Linked DNA regions of Mus musculus: region 2 is linked to region 1. Evidence: chromatin contacts called from public HiChIP or PLAC-seq data. All regions are on one chromosome and are shown on one strand. Each heading gives the region's core, a stretch centred on a gene start, on an enhancer-like site or on the middle of the called end of the contact. The rest is flanking DNA. Distances are from core to core; before and after follow the strand shown.

The links. HiChIP or PLAC-seq counts read pairs in DNA pulled down with a chosen protein or histone mark.
Region 2: an H3K27ac HiChIP or PLAC-seq map of the NIH/3T3 cell line shows a contact between it and region 1, with 5 times the contacts expected there. The contact joins two enhancer-like sites. A contact is called at or near these places in 2 of 115 datasets of contacts at active chromatin or transcription factors (the NIH/3T3 cell line and fibro-adipogenic progenitors).

The regions. Positions count from the first base shown.
Region 1 is chr6:143,638,143-143,645,759 of GRCm38.p6, forward strand. The region is part of intron 1 of 1700060C16Rik (RIKEN cDNA 1700060C16 gene); the gene reads right to left. Among named protein-coding and RNA genes, the nearest start is that of 1700060C16Rik, 9.3 kb to the right of the region's middle. Within about 2 kb of position 2,804, at least 66 of the 459 cell types and tissues checked have an H3K27ac peak or open chromatin away from gene starts, as enhancers often do. A contact at or near this core is called in the NIH/3T3 cell line, where this site is marked.
Region 2 is chr6:144,084,704-144,092,320 of GRCm38.p6, forward strand. All of the region lies in intron 3 of Sox5 (SRY (sex determining region Y)-box 5), which reads right to left. Among named protein-coding and RNA genes, the nearest start is that of Gm52485, 100 kb to the left of the region's middle. Within about 2 kb of position 3,723, at least 15 of the 459 cell types and tissues checked have an H3K27ac peak or open chromatin away from gene starts, as enhancers often do. A contact at or near this core is called in the NIH/3T3 cell line, where this site is marked.

The DNA.
Region 1 (7,617 bases), core at 1,554-4,053:
TATTCTGTGTGTGTGTGTTTGTGTGTGTGTGTGTGTGTGTGTGTGTGTGTGTGTGAATCCAGATAAATAGAACCTTCTGGCTGTCTTCCACTTCCATTGTTATTTTCTGAATATACTTCTCTTGTAGCTTGATGCTGACTTGCCCTCAATTTGACGTATTTTCCTTTATTGAATTCCAGAACTTCAATCTTTAATAATTCCAAGCAATCTAAATAGCAGGTCTGATCTTCCTCTACGTGTCCCCAGCGTTGTGACTGAGATTCTTAGACCTATGTTTTGTTGTCTTTCATTAATTTTGGAAATTCTTGGGTGCTATTTCTCCAGAGCTTTTCTTCTCTTTTGTTCCCGGTGTTCTTCCCTTTGTCAGTCTGAGTGAATGAAGCTCTCTGACATTTTCCCGTGAGTCTGCAATGCTTTGGAAGGCTTCTTTTTCTCACTGTTTGTCCTCATTGTTTTGCCAGTCAATGACTTGTATTCACATGATTTTCATTCCACTGACTCTTTTCTCTGTTTTGTCCCAACTCCTGATCTACTCATTCTGGAATTTCTTATCTTTTGAAGTTGTATATGTCTTCCTGGAACATTAAATGTATCCCCTCTAAATTATTTTTTCTGAAATCTCTCATTTATAACACCTATTTTTCACTAATTTACATGATCAAATACAAAGGTAGAAAAGAAGAGCAGTATTCTAGCTAGAGTGGAAACTTAGCTGATGATCAGTATTGAGGCTAAATTAATGCAGCAATAATCACAAACACAGAGCAAAGTATGAGTCCACATTATTAGAGGAAAAACTTAGAAAACCTGAAGACAGTTTCAAGAAATATTACAAGAAGGTGATTGGATTCTAAAAAGGTAAAGAAAAAGTACAGAAATAGTTAATCAAAATAATAAAAGAAAATCATCCAAATCTGAGGAAAAAGCAAGGAGGCCGAAAAGCCTTCAGTATTCCAGAGGAACTGGTGACAACATTTATGCACCTGCAGAATTCTTCATGTCTAAACACCAAGAGAAAATTGCTTTAGGCTTCCGGAAAAGTGAAGAAGTTACTTTCAAAGGTAAACAAGCCGTCAGACTAGCTTTCTCTTCCCATTGGGAGCATTTGCTGTTAAAGGGGATTGAGTCATGTCCTTGAAATGACAGCTTTATAGGGATGGGAATCAAGAAGAGATGGAGGAGGAGGTGGAAGGAAAGTGGAGCAGAAGCACATGGCCCGGAGAAACCGCAAGTTAAAAGGGATCTCATAGATGGGGAAGATGGTAGTGTAGTGGGAGATCTACCCAATCTAGGCTTGCAGCTTGTATTCATATTAATTGAGTTGTGTTTTCCTTGCCTTGGCTTATTTGGGTTGGAGATTTACTGCAACAAAATGGCCCCCAAATGCCACACCCAGCTCCTGCTACATTCATTTCTGGAGAAAACAAGAATGCACTCATGCATCAAAAATTTAGACTTAGGATTCCAGTTAAAGCAGGTTTGAGAATGCACAATTCGATAGTTTGGAAAAAGAGAGTTTCTTTTTCATGTACTACTGAGGAAAAAGTATGAGACAGACGTTCTATTGGGTGCTCATTCCTCACGGCCTGTTGTTCTGTCCCTCTGTGAGGCCTGCTTTGACATCCTTCTGTGGACCATGGAATCTATTGGGAAGCTGCTCAAACCTAAAAAGCTCATCTCAAAATGCACGTAGGTGTGTAATATAAACACCAGGTATGGACTAAATAAACTGACTTAATGATGATTACTAACATGTTTGGTTTTATTTTTAAAGATTTATTTTATGTATATGAGTACAATGTAGCTGTCTTCAGACACACCAGAAGAGGGCATGGGATCTCATTACAGATGGTTGCGAGCCACCAAGTGATTGCTGGGAATTGAACTCAAGACCTTTGGTAGAGCAGTCAGTGCTCTTAACCACTGAGACAACTCTCCAACTCACATGTTTTTAAACCAAATCATCATAACTTGCTGCAGGGAAATATTGAATCCTGATCGTGATCCTAACAGCAGCCATTGTTACCCTGAAGTGATGGTTAGGGAAGGAGTTTTGCCATTTTCCCTTTCTATGGGTGGGAATATTGAGTTCCTGGGAATTAAAATGTGCACCCAAGGTGTAATGATGAAGAAAAAGTTACAGGCTGGCAAGCAAACTACAAGACCTGTTGCTAATGCTAAGGGGAATTGCAAACAAAAAGCAAACACCTGAAAGGGGAGTATAATTAATCCATAAGCAAATTGGTGAAATATAAAGGTAAGTCGATACCAAAATCGGTGATCTAAAAGGAGAGCAAAAGTCATCTAAACAAGGGAAATACAGACTGAAACACTGTCTCTGAGAGCAGATAAAACGAGTCAAATGGCAGCCCCTCCAGGTCCAGGGAAGTCACAGGGCAAACAAACCTGACCCACCAATCAACCCCTGACACCGCTCCCTTGCCCCAGGGTGCCTGTCCACATTCTCAGGCATGGAAGCTGCACTGAAACACCCTGAAGAACCCTGGTGGAGCCAGGCAGGGACTGAATGGAAAGTGAGGCTGCTGGTTAAATAGCATAGATCAGCCCAATGTCAGCAGTATCTGGAAATGTGGCCAGGCTCCCGGGAATTCTCACCCAGCAGTGAGTCACAGCAGCAGAGGCTCTGGAAACCAAGATGTTGCTCAACAAAGAAATGAATAAGCGTGTTCCCGAGGTCAAACAAACTCAGGCCAAGAATCTGTAAGGTCAGACTGAGTCAGAAGCACCATGGGGCGAGAAGTCCAAAGCCAGCCTCACGTCCAAGCAGGCAATATTTGTTCACCAGTGTCCACAGCCCAGGAGGAAGCCAGGAGCAGGCCAGAGTGGCCCAAACTGGCCCTAGTGGCAGGGAAGTAGTAGAGGTAGATTCCTGGTGAGTTTCCCAATCAGAACCCACAGCTGTTAATCTCAGGAATAAAATATGTACCTGTTGATTTATTGAGACTGGTTCTATCCGTTCCTCTAAAAATCTGGCCCAGGAGAAAGGACTGCTGCAAACACAGGTCATCAAACAGAAGAATCTATCCGTACTTTCCTTCAGGTATAAAAGTTTGACTTCTCCTGTGAGTTAACTATAACGAAGGGGTTACGTTGTTGAGGAACTTGATCTGAACTGAATGCATCCATGTGAAGCGGTGGAATTCTTCAGGAAGAGTCTCATCTCCAGATGTGCCTGATGATCTGTATTCACTTGCACTGACAGCTGGTCTTGACTGAATTAGAAGTTATTTGAATATAAACGTGAACTTGATAGAGTTCATGAGGCTTTAAGAAAAAGCCTCAGAATTACGTCTAGAACCGTTGTGTCTGCGGATATGTCTGAGATGATGACAAAGACAACCAGGGTGGGTGGAGGCATGGTTGGTGTGATGGACCACTTCCGTGCATGTGCGTTGAAGAAGCAGGATGGATGAGGAGTGTGCAGCATCTTCTGAGGATGACTTTACTAATGTGGTGTGACCCGTATCACTTGTGGCTCAAGCAAACATAAGACCAGTTGCAGGTTGTGGCTTATCCCAAATGGTGGGTGGCAGGGGACGGGAAGACAGTGCCTTCAGTCTAGCACAGGGAGAAGGGGCCGAGGCAGGGGGAGGTGCATCTGAAAGTCTTAGAGATCCTATGGAAGTCCATATGTTTTCTTAAGATTTTCTTAAGCAGTTGCTTAAGAAATGGCCCACCAATTGTGGGCAAGAAGTTAAGATCAGCAGGAAACAGTTTTCTTCATATATATATATATATATATATATATATAGAGAGAGAGAGAGAGAGAGAGAGAGAGAGCTCATGAGATGGAAATCACTCCTAGCTCCTAGAATGGGAGACACTATGTTCATTACACTCTGAGTTTTGGGGAGGGGCGCTTACTTCATTCACTTATTTTAAGGTCAAATTTTAGCTGCTGTTTTTCCTGAGGTTGTGTGGACCACTCTACATTGTTCAGCAGTGATTTCTATGTACTTAGATTAACATCTCCTAAGAATTTCAGGGAGGTTTGAGTCACTATCCAAAGACACAAAACTATCACAAAAAAGAAACGTGAGGCAGACATACTCAGAGCACATGTTCTGAGTCCTCCCAGGTCATTGCTTAAGCATGACGTTAGTTAGACAAGAAATGTGAGGTCAGATGAGTCAGACTCTGGATGTTCGCTGTTTAATGTTATTAGTGTCAAGTACTGTCTTCTACCACCCCCACTCTCATCCCAGACTGCACCTGAGCAGATGGATTCAAAAGTATACCCCATCATATAGGGAAGTCATATAGACTTCCAGGCTCACTCAGAATAAGTAAGTCTACAGACAGAATCCTGCCTTGAATTTGACCCTTGATGCTGTCAAAATGGCAGACTGTGACAGCAGTCAGAGAGATTGCTTGCACAACCACATTCACTAACGCTTTTCTTTTAATGTCATCACACACTGATACACACACACACACACACACACACACACACACACACACACACACACACGCCTAAGACCACCAAAAAAGCAAAATGGCAGACACTATTTAACTATACAACTAGAAGATAAGAAGATATGGTTGTCCTTTCTCACCTATTTTTTTCATGGTCTTCTGCTCGCCTTGGTGAGCTTTGGCACGTTGGGTGGAATGTGAAAACAATCCCCTGCTGATTGTCCACTAGCTGTGCCTTGCTGATCGAGTGTCGGAAGCTCCGGGCAGAGCTATCTTCTGTTTTCTCTCGTCTGGTGGCCCCTGGCTGATCCTGGCTGATCCTAAGGTTCTTCCTCTACTTTGCTGAGCTGCTCTCTCTGGCCGTTCCTGCAGGGTCCAGCGCTGGTGAAGCACAAGACCTCTCCATGCTCCCAGGTCCTGGTGAAACCACGCTTTCTTTTGTGTCTCCCTGCCCTTGTGCTGTTGCTGGTTCCTAGGTTACTTTCCTGTTCTAAGTCTCTGTTGTTCTTCCCACATCACCACCATCCTCAACTTTGTTCACCAGAGTGCAATTCCAGTCCTTTCTCAGAAGATTTCCCTCTATCCAGAATCAAAGGGACACACAGAGAGCAGAATAGATGTGGAGAGGATTCTGTGAGCCGGACTGACTCCTGCCATGCTCAAACGTGTGCCATTTTGTACACAAATATTCGGACTCTGAGGATGGCTAGGGGTTGACACCATTCTTTCCAGAATGAGCCTCTATCTAGGCTCTGGATTGTGGGGCAATCAGGAGCCACAGGCAGGTTCGGTCTAGTCATTCTAGTTAGGTATCTGACAGGGTGTCTCCTGAGCTCAACTTGACAACTAGGGACTCTATAAAATAAACACTTCTGTAAATTCATGTCAATCTAGAAGCTTCTATCTCAAGAGAGATGTGGCATAGTGTCTGTGTTAAGATATAGTCAGGATGAGTTATTCTTGTGGTGGCTAGTTTTATGTCAACTATATAGGGAAGCAGGCTGAGCAAGCCATGAGGAGCAAGCCAGTAAGCAGCTCCCCTCCATGGCCTGTGCATCAGCTCCTGCCTCCAGGTTCCTGCCCTGTGTGAGTTCCTGTCCTGATTTCTTTTGATGATGAACGGTGCTGTGGAAGGGGAAGCCAAATAAATCTTTTCCTCCTTAAGTTGGTTTGGTCATGATGTTTAATCACAACAACAATCATCCTGAGTAAGATAACTCTTCTATAAACATATTTTTTAATTGAATAACAGTAGTGTGTTAGGATTCAAAGGCAATCCAGGTGCTGTAATCTTTAACCATCTTATCTTGTGAAAGGAGAAAAGTTCAAACCTGGGGATTATGGGAAAGCAAAAGACAATTCAAGGGTAGGTGATAGGACAACTACTGTTACTGATAATTACATTTCTTAAGTGTGTCTGTATGTGTGCTTGTGTGTACACATGCCACGTGAATGCTCATTAGAGCTAGAGTTATCGGCTCAGTGTTTGTTATCAGCTCAGTGTTTGCCGGTGACTGACTAGGTTCTCTGGGAGAGCAATGCATGCTCAGCTGTGTGTGTGTGTGTGTGTGTGTGTGTGTGTGTGTGTGTGTGTGTGTGTGGTGTTTATATGTGTGTGTATGTGTGTGGTGTGTGTAATTGGGTGTGTGGTGTGTGTATGTGTGTGTGCGCGCATGTGTGTATGTGTGCGTATGTATGTGTGTGTAGTGTGTTTGTGTGTGTGTGCATGGGTGCGTGTGTGGTGTGAGTGTGTGTGTGTGTGTATGTATGTATGTATGTATGTATGTATGTATGTATGTATGTATGTATGTATTCTCTCCTTTCACCATGTGGGTCCCAGGTATCAAACTCATTTTCTCAAGAACCACTATCCACAGGGCCATCTCACCAGCCTACAACTGTTATTTTTTTTCCCTAAGGTTCACCAGCCTTTATTGGTTCAACAATGAACAGTAAAGGAAACGTTAGCTATCCAGGTATTCACACAGACATGAAAGCCACCCTTCGAAAAAAGCCACAACTGCTATTTTAAACAAACTTCAAATGCAACAGATCCAAACTGAAACGTGAGATGCACGCGCAAACAGTAGGATGAGCCCCCACATGCTCTAGAATTACAGAAAGAGGCCAGCATTTCTGAAGAGAGTTCAGCGGTCTTCATGACAGAGCAGGTGTAGCATTAGCGTTCCTGTCACATAGACCCTGTCTGTGTCCCACACGAAGGTGATACATTAGCCCAAGCAGAAGTCACATCACACCCAAGGGCCTGCAAATGTCCCTCCCAGCACAATGCTCCTGAGAATGTAATATTCCTCCACTAAAGATCCCCTCTGATAGTACGCTGGCCATCCTTTCTCGAACTGCAGGCCAGCCCACCATCTTAGAATTGTTTCACGTTCACTACACCTACATAGGGCAGCAAAGTCTATCACTATGGAGTGGAGAAGCTGCCCTGAGTTAGCACTTGCCTGCCAACCCCAACACCATACTCTCAGAGAGCCCAGAAATCTCGGCTGTAGAGTCCACAAAGAGATTGCAGAATTACTTAGTTGCAGGATCTGCACAATTTTCCTACATTTCTGATGCCAAGTTTTGTGTTCTCTTCTACCCAAGAACAAAAGACTGACAAAATTTTATAAACATACGAGAATTCTATTTAACTGCATTCTGTTTAAAAATAAGTGAACTGGGGCTTATAAATCTATCAGCTATGTTGAGATATTATTTTTAACAATATCACTGTTGTTCTTGGATTCCCAGACATGAGTAAACACCCTGTCCCCTAATTAATACAAAGAATGTAAGACATTTTTAAATTTCTAAAATGGGCCCTTTTTACAAATGGTCATAAAGTAGAACGTATCGAATGATCATGTGCGAAGCAGAGCTGAAATAAATCAGGATGCCTTTGTAGAATGAAAGCTAATGTTGGTTTCAATGTACGCAAACTGTTCAGGGATTTAAAAAACAAATCTGAATCCAGCGATACTCAGTTCTCTGTAAGTACATTCTTGAACCGTTTTCAGATAATTCTTCGAAATAGGCCACTTGATAGTTCACAAAAATTAACATGGAATCAATTTCCATTAATATAAACCCAAACCCCAAGAATTAGCCACTCTTAAATAATATTCCTATTCTTTCCTTTCTTAATGTATTTTCCCCAAAACAGTATTAGCT
Region 2 (7,617 bases), core at 2,473-4,972, 450 kb after region 1:
CCTAATTGCATTCCAGTTATAATGGAATGTCTTACCTGTGGCACACACAAACATTCTTGCATTTTTCTCTCATGTGTACCATTCTAAAACACTAGAATGTAAATGTCTGTACTCTTTTATTGGTTGTATAATCAGAAACTTATACGACAGCCTTATTCCATGTAAATAAAGCTTATACTATATGGGTTAATTAATTTCACAAAGTTCCTAGAAACTCTGGACATGGAAGTACAAGTTCATCTACATACTCAAACATACAATTTCAGACACATATCCATCTAATAGTTATGTCTTGTTTCTGAAATGTCAAAGGAGAATTACAATTTTAGGCCAGTAAATTTTTTTGTTTGTGTGTGTCTCTGTAGAGACAGGAGGATCTATGTGTCTGTATGCACATTCCTACTGCAATATTAGTCATGACAGCCAAGATAGAGAATCAACCCATGTGTGCAATGATGGATGGATTGATAAAGAACATGAGCTACTTATCCATAGTAGAATATTATTCATCAATAAAAGATTATCATTTTGTCTCTTGCAACAACATAACCGGGCTCCATATTTTCATACTTTCATCCATATTTTCATACTATTCTATGTTGGTATCTTCTAGAAGATAAGGATTTGAGGAATAAAAGATAAGAATTTCTAAGCATATTAAGCTATTCAGATTCACTATTTGGTAACTTGAACACTGGACCCATGTTATAATAACAGTTTATGTCCTAGATACAAAGCTGTCTGTCTATAGTGTGAGACCTGAACCCTTCCTCTAATGTTTATTAAGGAAAACGAGGAGATCTGAAAGACCGAAAAATGAAAACAAACTTGCAGAATCGACACAGCAGCATTTTTCCTCAACAATGCAGTCAGCTCTGGTTCTGTTTGACCTTAAACAATTGTTTTAATTGCAGTAGATTGTGACTAACATAGAGGTCCACGACTGGCTGAGGCACAGAAAATGAGAGCCTGTGGAGTTCTCAGCCCTACACGGAGCACATATACAGCAGTTCCTCCTCCCAGGGCTCGCTGTGGAAGAGGGGTAGAACAGCAAGAGAATCAGAGGTGACCGAAAGGAAACCGTGCCTTCTGCATTCAGCAGGGTAGCTCAACCTAGGAATTCACAGAAGGTAGGACAGCGTGTACAAGCATGCGGGCTGAAGCCAGACCAAATTCTAGCATGGTGAAGCTATGGCAGAAAGTTGCATCCCTACCTGAGAACCTCTTGGCAATTGTTAGCTGATTTGAAGAGGGTCAGACAATCTCTAAGACTGCATAAGTTGACCACATTGTAGAAGACTACACATTCAAGAACATTGGTCCAGCATGGGCTGGTCTTGATTTTTTTTTTAAAGGACACAAAAACTTGGGTGGATACAGAAAGATTATATATATATATATATGGTTAGAGCTGTGGCAGGAGGTTGAATATGATAAAGCATATATGGAATTCTTAAAGAACTAATACAACTGGTTTTTAAAATTATCTTAAGATAGGATTTCCTGCAGCTGCAGCTTGCTTCAAACTTCCTATATAGACTTTGAACACCTGGCCCTTTTGCTGAGATTACAGATGTGAGCCACAACACCTGGAGGTGCAGTGAGCTGGGGTTACAGATGTGTGCCACAACACCTGGAGGTACAGTGATCTGGGGTTACAGATGTGTGCTACAACACCTGGAGGTACAGTGAGCTGGGGTTACAGATGTGTGCCACAACTCCTGGCTGTTCTATGAGCTCTTTGTAAGATGCTCAATAGTTCAAAACAAATAATTGAAAACCCATCCTATTTTCTGATGCTACAAAATGGCCAAAAAGAATTATGAAACCGGTTCAAACATGGAATAACATGGCATCAGCCTGTGGAAGAAAATGGAGTAGACTGCTTTAAAAAGAGGACAGTGTTTGAACTTTGTACCAGAAATGTCACTGAGTAAACACTGAATGGCTGCTACACTTATTCCTGGGGAAAGTTCAAACCCTTTTAATAGTATTTTAGACATTTTAAGGTATTCAATAAAGAGAATAGTCTTAGCATTATTAATGTGAACAAAATTATTTATTGAGCAGAACATTAAAGAACATACTTTTTACATGTGAAGATTTAAAAGACCAAAGTACAAAACTATACTGGTTTCTGAATAAAATTCTGTGAATATAAAAACTGAAATATATATATATATTAGAGATAGCAGAATATGTAAAAGTGTTTTCCATACAAGCCTAACAGCCAGGCTTTGGAATTCTAGAACCTAAATCAAAGCAGACACGGGAGAACAGACATCGGAATCCTAGCACACGTCTAGGGACAGATAGAAAAAGCTGAGACAGTAGATGCTCCAGGAGATCAAGGGCCAGCTAGCATGGCCTGCAAAGCAGCAAAGAGGCACTGGCTCAAGGAGTGTAAAACTGTGGGAAGGTGATAATCAATAACCAAAGACTATTTCCTGACATCTCCATTTATGCCCTGGTGCATGCATGTGCTCGCACGCTCTCTCACACACACGGACACACAGACACACACAAACATACACACACACACACACACATATACAGACACACACACATACACACAGACACAGACACACACACACATACACAGACACACCGACACACAGACACATAGACCCAGAGACACACACAGACACACACGTACACAGAGTGTTTGTTTTATCTGTAGAGATTTAAAGATGGAAATACTGCGTTTTACAATAAGTTATAATCTAGATTAATTTTCAATCGTATTATTTCAATACAATACTCTAGTGATACTGAAATTGAGTACAAAATTTAAATTAAGCTATAACATGGCCTCCTATAGCAGTGCCTTTACAAAATAACAGACTTATACACAGACCGCGATCTAATGTGCATAATCATGGGGGGAATTATGATGATGTTTAGCTCTGGTATCCAACATCTACAGAGTTTTCACAAAACTGTGGCCACTCCATATCCCAACCCAGGGAGAATTCCATGAAACTTGCTGATAGGGGAATGAGCCATGGTCAGGTAGATGAACCGAAGAACGAAGTCAGAAGGACACAAAGACTGGAAACTACAAAACTTGAGCACAATGATTGGAAGTGTAGCTGTCACTTTACAAAATGAAATGAACTTGGAGCAAAACACATTCAAAGCATGAAGTACCCAGAGCGCTAATCTATGAGTAGAGCTGAAAAGCAGAAAATGCTGTTCTTGCCGGTTTCCTCTCACACCTGTCAGGTTAGATGCTTCTCTAGAGTGGGGCCTTCAGAGAGACAGAGCCCTGCAGATGTTCACATGGCAGACTGCATTGGCAACAGAAGCCATCCCAACAAAGAAAGACCTTCTGAAGAGGCAAGCATTCACACTTGCTTTTCTTCCTAATATGTATAACCATTATCATCCTACCTTATAGAATATAAAATTCATTCTGATACTAATACAAAGCATCAAGTTACTGAGAGACCCTATTGAAATGTGGACCTATTGATCAGCATGTCCTGTTGCTAAGAAACAGTTCACCCAGTCTCAGCCCACTTGGAGAAACCCTCCGGGGAAAAATCAATACCGTTGTTACATTCAGTCTTGCTCTATTTTTTTTCTCTAGTTTTATGAGACAAGGCCCTAATCTGCAGGCAAGGATGGCTTGGAACTTACTCTGTAGCCAAGGATGACTCTCAACATGTGCCCCCTCTCCTCCCACTTCCTCTTGAATGGTAGGATTGTAGGTGCATGGCACCGTGCCAGGCACAACTGCTGAGTCACGGCTCCCAAGACACTGTATGGAAAGAGCAAGGAGTGTCCCTCCCTCTCTGGCAGTTGGCTCTGGGGGGTTTGGTAATGCCCCCCCACACACACACACACAGACAGCACATCAACAGAATTCAATGGTTCAGACTAACTGCCCATAAGAGACAGGAAGAACCATTCCAATATCTGCACAAAGAAAAAGAAGAGAATGTGGTGGGGAGAAGGGGAAAGAAGGGAGCATAGAGAGATGGGTGATGCTCTACAACCACTGTTTGGTGAATCCCCACACCAATCATGTATAGCATGCAGACTTCAGTGGCGGCACTTCAAAGACAAAGGAAATCATGATCATCTTTTAATTTTCTAACACACTAGAAACCAAAAGGGTGAATCCATATTCCTACTGAAATGATTTCTCAAAAATGAATGTAACTTTTATACATGAAAGAGGTGTGATACAGTCAAATAGTAGGCTGTAAGATTTCCTATATTATATACACAAAAATATACTTTACTAAGAATAGATTTTTTATGCCTAAGAGTTTCCATACTTTTGAAAACATTAATTCAAATACAAGTTTTCAGTTAATTTTATAAATTAAATTAGAGTAGTATTTGACCATCAAGTACACTTTTCTTTCTGAATTCAGATAATATTCATTGATATATTTTACACTTAGAAGAAACTAACCAGATATTTTAGATCATTAAATGAGCTTTCTAATCATCATATTCTAACCGATGGCAATGGTCTCCAGCATTCACTTGGCAATTATCAAATGAAGAAAGCTAGTGTCTTGGAAAGTCATAAAACAACTACAACTAGGTATAGAACAAATTCTGAGAAAATAGTTTCCTCCCGCCATCTCAGTCAGAGGACTCCTAATGCAGACCTTCATCCAAATGAAGCGGACACATGGGAGTCCATTTCCTTGTCACTGTGACAAAATGCCCAAGACAGGCAACGGAAGGAAGAGAAGAAGGTTGTGCTCTGGTCAGTTTCTGAGCTTGCATCCATCCTGGTGGGAAGAGCATGGTGGAAGAGAACTGAGTAGCTCATGGCAGACAGAGCAGAGCATCAGTAGGAAGTGATCCAGACAAGACAAGACACAGTTAAGCACACCCCTGTGGCCTGAGTTCTCCGAGCATCCCTCTCCTTGCACAGCACTACAACTTTAAAACCTTACCCACATTTTGAGTCTATCAGGGATTGAGCCATTTCTTAGGTTAGTACCTTGCAGTCTAATCTCTTCAAACACCACACAGACATACCCAGAGGACTGCCATGATAATGCCCTGGGCATCTCTCAACCAAGTACAGAAATCAATTGTTGCACTATGACATATACTCAGTTTGTGACTGATACAACCAGCAACAATAGTGCATACCAACCTTTGAACCTTTGGCTTTTGTCCCCAAACAGAACACATGAACTGCCTGCGGGTTGTCTATGTAATTTGTCTCCAATATTGTCTTCAGTTGAGGACTAAACATCTCTATCTCCAAGTCCACCTTAATCTCTACATTGACTCAGATGTCCAGGAAATAAAATGTCAGCTACAATTTATACCACATATCTGTTTCTACAATAAGATTTGCTATGATCATGCGTCATTACACCATTTTCCATAAAAGTAAATGTTTGCTCCCAAGTCTGATTTACACGTAATTTTCGGCCTTGCTGTTCTGTAATCTGGGTTCTGACCAGGTAACTGAGTACCTGCTTGTAAGTCTCACTACAGGATGCTGTGCTGTCAACCACTCCTACCCTAGCCACTCTGTTCCGGAATTTATAACACTGCATTCCATCAACGTCCCCTTGTATCCTCCTCTCCTTCTCAGTATTCTCAGAGAGTCTTCTGAAGACAGCTCAAGAATGTCTAGAAACACAGCTATGCCCCCCTCTCTAGATGGTCTACCCGTGTAGCTGGAGAAATGGCTTCATCTATAAGGTGCTTGCCATACAAATATGGGAACCCTAGTTTGTATCCCCAGAAACCCTGTGAAATGCTGGATGATTCTGGTTATTTCTTGGCGCTAGAGAAGTAGAGACAGAAGGATCCCTGAGGTTCCTTGGACAGAACAGGTAAAGGCTAAGATCATGAGAGATGCTCTCAGAAACTAAGAAGGAGCTGAAGGAGACTTCGAGACTGCAATCCCATAGGAAGAACAATATCAACTAACTAGACCACCCAGAGCTTCCAGAAACTAGACCACCAACCAAAGAGTACACATAGAGGGATCCATGGTTTTATATATATATATCAGAGGATGGCCTTGATGCCCCAGAGTTGGAGGATGCTATAGCAGTGAAGTGAGAGATAGTGAGTGGGTAGGGGAGCACCCTCAGAGAGGCAAAAGGAGACAGGGGAGTGGGAGGATGGGCTGGGTGTGTGTGTGGAGGGGTAACAAGGAAGGAGGATACCATCTGAAATGCAAATGAATAAAGTGATTAACAATAATATTAATAAAAATAATAAAAATCTAAGATGGGTGTAACTAAAGAAGATACCTAGCTTTGACCCTGGAATCAACATCAAGGATATACATATGTGCATCACACACAGAGGCACACACACACACATAAGGACACATGTATACACACACACACACACACACACTTCTCTATCACACTCTTTCCACTCCTGACCTTCAACTACAATTCCTGTCCATGTCTGTGAGTCTGATTTTTCCATACCTCCTTCTAGTCCTACTGGTTACTGGATGCTCATCAAATACCGTGGTCTGAATTGATAATACCTCAGCTTTACCGTGCCTGAAAGTCAGACTCTTCATCTGCCTTGAAGAAGGAAGCGACTGTCCCTCGATATTTCACATCACATCACCTAAGGACACTGTGATACAATGGGCCACACCCACATCACCTGAGGACATTTCATATGATGAGTAACAGGGCATCTTTGTGAACTTTTTCGACCGTGGGTCGCTCGGTCCAAGTAAGTCTTTTCCTCCAGTGACCAGTGAGAGTTCTGTATTCCGTTCTAACATTTCCCAGCTACATCCCTCCAGAAGGCCATGGAAAGGGAAGGGAAGGAGAAGGTAGCAACTCCTCCTCTCTGCCTCCTGCACGGAGATGGCCAGACAAGCTATTGATGCAACACTCTCTCCAATAGGTGGTGGAGATATGTTTAACTGGCGTATAAACACAGCACACTCAAGCCTGCACACCCAAACTGAAATAGGCCTTTTGCTATTTCCAGGATCTGTATCAATGTAAAACACAATGCAGTGCCTCTGTACTATTATTGTGTGAGACGCATGCTTATCCAGGAAAAGTGGGTGAAGAAAATCCTATAGTAAAAGACAGTATTTTATTGAGCAGATCACACTAATTCCTTATGTTGGATTTTAAAGAATAATAGTGTTCGCAAAATACTCACAACGTCAGTAACAGTGAGGTAAGCCACAATTCGCTATATAGTTTTCCAGCCACAAGGACTACAATGTTCGCCATGCCTACAATAACGTACATTGCTGTGATTGGGGGCAAAATATGACTTTGGAAACAAAAGAACACTATGTCCTACAAGAAAGGTGGCATGTTTGTTTTTAATTTGAGATCTTATGTTCCGTTCTTTAAAAAGCTGAGTCCAGAGCTTCTTTTTACATAATTTTTAAGTTATTTTAATCTGTCCTTCTGTCTCTGACTCTGTCTCTGTCCCTCTCTTCCCCTGCCCCTCTCCCTCTCTCTCTCTGTCTCTCTCTGTCTCTGTCTCTCTCTCTGTCTCTGTCTCTCTCTGTCTCTCTCTGTCTCTGTCTCTCTCTCTCTCTCTCCCTCCCTCCCTCATGTGTGTGTGTGTGTGTGTGTGTGTGTGTGTGTGTGTGTGTGTGTGTCTGCAAAGGTCATAGGTGTCAGGTTG